Regions from separate parts of the Callithrix jacchus genome. Here region 1 is linked to region 2. Evidence: chromatin contacts called from public Hi-C data. All regions are on one chromosome and are shown on one strand. The core of a region is the stretch at or near the end of the contact, and the rest is flanking DNA. Distances in the headings are between cores, read along the strand shown. Region 1 overlaps DEUP1 (deuterosome assembly protein 1). Region 2 holds the start of CEP295 (centrosomal protein 295).

The links. Hi-C and Micro-C count contacts between places; a contact is called where the count stands out from the background.
Region 1: a contact with region 2 is called in a Hi-C map of skeletal muscle, with 3 times the contacts expected there. The contact joins the enhancer-like site here to the promoter of CEP295 in region 2. A contact is called at or near these places in 3 of 3 Hi-C or Micro-C datasets (induced pluripotent stem cells and skeletal muscle).

What each region holds. Positions count from the first base shown.
Region 1 is chr10:46,869,675-46,872,374 of calJac240_pri, reverse strand. The region is part of intron 14 of DEUP1 (deuterosome assembly protein 1); the gene reads left to right. The region is part of intron 2 of LOC103796120; the gene reads right to left. Among named protein-coding and RNA genes, the nearest start is that of DEUP1, 130 kb to the left of the region's middle. Within about 2 kb of position 1,349, at least 2 of the 16 cell types and tissues checked have an H3K27ac peak or open chromatin away from gene starts, as enhancers often do. A contact at or near this core is called in skeletal muscle, where this site is marked.
Region 2 is chr10:46,692,476-46,695,175 of calJac240_pri, reverse strand. It overlaps CEP295 (centrosomal protein 295), which reads left to right and starts at 1,427. Exons shown (of 28, transcript XM_078339946.1): 1 at 1,427-1,535.

The DNA of each region.
Region 1 (2,700 bases), core at 100-2,599, 180 kb before region 2:
TGTAACAGGTGCTCAACAAACATCTGCTGGACTGAATATCAAAGATGGAATATTTTAAGACAAGCAGTTCATCTTAGGCAACTAACCATTGGGTTAGAATAGAAAATTATGTAATAATAAACTAGCTAGCTGCCATTTATAAATACTTATTTCATTCCCACCACAATCATACAAGATTGGTATTTTTACCCCCATTTAAATGATGAAACTGAGATTCAGTAAAGTACACTGTTGCCCAAGACCAAAGACTGCTGGGAACAAGCACAATCTCAACTCCACTATAAAACCTGCAATAAGCACTCATTAAATATTTAATGAATGACCAACTGAATGAGGATTTTAACTTAGACCTCATTTCAAAGCCCACCTATCCTCTCTGTGTGACCCCACAGTGCCTCCCAACCACCCGACAAATACGAACAGCAGCTACCTACCACTTCCTGAATGCTCAGTACCTGTCAGGCGACTGCATTGAAACCCTCCACAACACGCAAGCCTCACAGCAGCCTTCATCCCCATTTTGCAGAAAAGGGAATAGAGGCTTAGAGCAGGCCCCAGGTGGTTAGAAAGCCAATAGTGCAGCTGGGATTCCAATCAAGCTCTGTCTGGCTCAGAAACTGTGTTCCTCCCACTCCACGCAGTTGCTTCTGGAAGCCCAGGCTATTCCCGACAAGGCATGTGGACCAATGGGATGCAGATCAAGAGTCCATGCCTGGTTCCTGGCTGTCAGCTCTGGAAGCTGAGGACACAGGGAGGAGTGTGAGAGGAACACAGGCCCTCTGGGTATGTCTCATTTGGCAGCAAGTAATGTTTGTTGCTTATAATCAGGCTAGCCCTGATGCCGGAAGGTGCTGCTGCAGGTCAGCTGGGCAGTCATTCTAGGTTAAAAGATACATCACATCCTGCTTGAGTTCTCAGTGTGGGTCAGGCTGCTCTGAAGGCCCCCAAGAAAAGCCCAACTCTCTCCACCCACCCCTACACTGCCCAGGGCCAATAGCATGGAGAGAGCCAAGGATGTCACAGGCTGTTGAAGGGGTGCCTGCTGAGAACAGCATGACCTGACCTGGAGTCCATGCTAAGTCCCTGCACATGTCAATTACATCCCACAGTACAACCCATGTGAGAACAGTAACTAGGCCCAGACAGCCAACCACTAGCCTATTCTCAATGCTGTTCTCCTTTTCTGAAATGTCAAAGCTCTCCTGTCTTCAGAAAAAAAAACAGCTTAAGGTGCTAAGTGGCTTCATGCTTCTCCCACTTCAAGATCAGGAACGCAAATTAATAAACAAGAAGGGTATATATGGGGAAAGCTCCACCATCCCTTCTTGTAGCTGTGTCGTTACAACATGAAGCATTAGAAGGGCCAAACTGCTCTATGCTTTACGCTGTAAGCCCAGGGACGCTGCCCTAGATTCAGGGAGACATAAATTCTGCACTTGAGAGCAGTAGCTCTGCGGTTCATCAAGTGTGCTTGCTTCATTTTATGTCCCTGGTATTTAGTCATAATGGGTCTGTGATCACTTCACTCCAGTCTGCTGCAGAGTGGGGGCAGGGGGCAAGCAGGCTGCCAGGAGAATTGTGCAAGATAGGACTCCTGACACCCGCGAAGCACCTGCTGATAGCGTAAGTGTCTTCCCCAGGAACATATACAACAACAATTATAGCCACACAGGTGCCAGCTCCACTGCTCCCTGCTACCAACAGGCCACAGGGGTCAGGAAAGCTCTCAACCTGAAGGCCAGTGAGTTTGTGGGGGGAGAAGGGATCACAGCTACAGACAGATAAAAGATACACACACACACACACACACACACACACACACACACACACACACTCCTCACACCGAGGGCAGAAAAAAGAAGAAAATGTTATTTGGTGGCAGTGGCAGCAGTATCAGCTACTCCCAAATAAAAATCCAGGAACACAAAAGAACTTTTGAGTGGGTTGTCGAATGACAGAGACATGAAAAGCCAGAGTTCTCAATAAAATAGATAAGACATGTTTGGGGGCACACTTGGATTTACAAAGTGCTTTTCTGTGCATTATTCATTTCATCCTCAAAGTAACTGTGTTATGTATTATTGTCCTTACTTAACAAGAAAAAGCAGCACATGGTAAGTTAAGTGCATGTCAGGGTACCAGTCCCATCTTGGCAATTCTAGGGTCTGTGATCCTGGGCAAGTAACTTAACCTCTTAAGACCCTCAATTACTCTACTGTCAAACAAAGATAAAAGTATCTATCATTCAAATATTTTTTAACCATCCCCTATATGTCAGGGGACAATGTTGAGGATGCAGCTATGAACAAAACAGGTAAAAATGTTCCCTTCAGGTAATGAAGCGGTCTTCATTCACAGGGAGTGTGGAGAGACAGAAAAATAACAAATGGATAGAGCATGTGTCAGAGGATGCTATGTGCTGCTGGAGGCACAGAGGCTGCAAATTTAGAATAACTGAACAGGGAAAGCTTCATGAGAAAGTGACAGTGGACCAGATGAAGGGACCTGTGCAGATTCCTGGGAAGATCTTCCAGGCAGGGCAGGACCCGGGCTCAGGCCCTCAGGCAGGCCATCCTTGCACGTCTGAGAAGCACACAGGGGCCAGCAAGGCCGGAGAAGGCAAAGGGAGTGCTGAGGGGTCAGAGGAGGAGCAGCGGAGGGTGAGATGGGCCACAGGAGGGTGCTGCTTACATTTTAAAA
Region 2 (2,700 bases), core at 178-2,677:
TCACCCTTGTTTTCTCCTCTTTTGCCTCCCATCACCAGGTAACCACCAATTCCTGATGTTTGGCTTCCTAGTCAATCTACCCACTTCTCTCCATTCTCGTCGCTATTATCTTTCACTTCCTGCAGTAGTATCTGGCCTTCTGTCTTCACTCTCTCTGAGCTTTCTCCACAGCGCAGCCAAATTTGATCCTGTCAATCTTTGATTCCTGATATGTTTAACCCCCACGCTCCCAGGCTGCAAAATCTAGTACAGGCATCATAATCCACTCACCCTTGTCTCCCCTTCACCTAATATAATGTACTCGGCATATAACAGATACTCAATAAATATTAACCTGTGCTCACCACCTGATTATTGGTTATTTACAGTAGATAAATCCGTGAGGTGCTCTCCATGCGCTGGACCTCTGGAGGCATAAGGTAACTTACGGCTCACTGTTGTTATGAGCTGGAGGCCTTAAATGAAAGCTATATAAATTACATGCACCTAATAGTACCAATGAATTCCGTAGTCAGTACAGAAAGGATGCATATCTCAAGATATATATCTCCATGATGGGGCCTTAAAAAGAAAGTCACCCTCGTGGCTCTGTGCAATTTTTTTTTTTTTTTTTGAGACAGGTTCTGGCTCTGTCACCCAGGCTGGAGTACAGTGGCACGATCTCGGCTCACTGCAACCTCCGCCTCCCGGGTTCAAGCGATTCTCCTGCCCCAGCCTCCCGAGTAGCTGGAATTATAGGCGCCCACCACCACGCCCAGCTTATTTTTGTTGTTGTATTTTTTGTAACTATGAGGTTTCACCATGTTGTCAAGGGTGGTCTCGAACTCTTGGGCTCAACTGATCGGCCCACCTCGGCCTCCCAAAGTGCTGGGATTAAAGGCACGAGCCAGGCCGGGTGCGGTGGCTCACGCCTGTAATCCCAGCACTTTGGGAGGCCAAGGTGGGTGGATCACGAGGTCAAGAAATCGAGACCATCCTGGTCAACATGGTGAAACCTCGTCTCTACTAAAAATACAAAAAATAGCTGGGCATGGTGTAGTGCGCCTGTAGTCCCAGCTGCTCGGGAGGCTGAGGCAGGAGAATTGCTTGAACCCTGGAGGCAGAGGTTGCTGTGAGCCGAGATCGCGCCATTGCACTCCAGCTTGGGCAACGAGCGAAACTCCGACTCAAAAAACAAAAAACAAACAAACAAAGGCGCGAGCCACAGAGCGCGGCCCAAAGCCGTAAGCTTCAAAGCCCGACAGGTGTGACAAATAATGGGCCTCTACGCAGGTTGGCGCTTGCCTGTGCGCGTGCGCGTGGCGCGGGGCTTGAACGCAGCGCGGCCTTCCCGGCGGCCCCGGGGGAGGCGGGATCGGACCTGTTCCCGCGGTTTCGTCCCGCCATTGGCAGGCGGTTTGAATGACGGAAGTGACGGCGGCTCAGCGATGGCTCTCCCGCAGGCGCAGAGACGGCTGCTGGGCAGCTGATGGGCAGGAGCTTCCCAGGCTGGCTTGCTGAGTTGCGGCTACCGTGTCCAGGTTCCGGGTTCTCAGGTGAGTGATGGACGCACCGGCTTCTTAGTCGCCCTGCATGAGCACGACTCCCTGAGGCCTGGGAGCTGGGATTGTGCTCCGGAGGAAGAGGATCCTGGGAAGGCGCCGTGTCGCGAACGCAACACGGCCGGTGTTTCTCAGGCTCCGCAGTCCGTAGACCCTGCCCTCGGTCGGGCTGGCGGCTCTAATTAAGGAGCGTTCGACCCAGACCCGGCACCTCTGTACGAGAGGCTTTTTTTGCGCACTCCCCTGTGGTAGGTTCGCGCGAGCTTACCCCGCAGCCTCCCCAGGCCCGGAGCTTCAGTGACGGGGGAAGGGGCGCTTCCCCCAAGTCACTCGTGCGGACATGGCCTGCCACCTGGTAGCTGTTAAAAGAGCATTGCCTGGAATCGTGTCATGCAAAGAGCGGGCTCTCTTTTGGTATCTGCCATCTTAATCCCACAGTTGTTCAATCCTGTCACAAACTCAGCTTTTAAAACAGTGGTGAACTTTTGAGTCTTTAATAGCGTATTTGGCGACTTCACGCTAAGTCACGTAGTCGTCAGAGCAAACTTCTGACCTCCTAATTCGCCCGCCTCGGCCTCCCAAATTGCGTGGATTATAGGCGTGAGCCACGCGCCCGGCCGCTTGTAACCTTTTTTTTTTTTTTTTTTGAGACGGAGTTTCGCTCTTGTTACCCAGACTAGGGTGCAATGGCGCGATCTCGGCTCACCGCAACCTCCGCCTCCTGGGTTCAGGCAATTCTCCTGCCTCAGCCTCCTGAGTAGCTGGGATTACAGGCACGCGCCACCGTGCCCAGCTAATTTTTTGTATTTTTTAGTAGAGACGGGGTTTCACCATGTTGACCAGGATGGTCTATTTGTTGACCTCGTGATCCACCCACCTCGGCCTCCCAAAGTGCTGGGATTACAGGCTTGAGCCACCGCACCCGGCCCGCTTGTAACTTTTATCAGCTCCTTCCCCATTTTCCCTCACACACGCATTTCTCCTAATAAAATATTTGCAGGTTAAATCCCATCGTAGCATCTGCTTTTTAGGTGACCCACAGTTGCATAACAACAAATGTAATGTGTTATCCTTGGATTGGATCCTGGTCCAGAAAATATACATTAGTGTGATAATTGACAAAAATTGAATAGTCTGTAGATTAGTAAAAACTACTGTA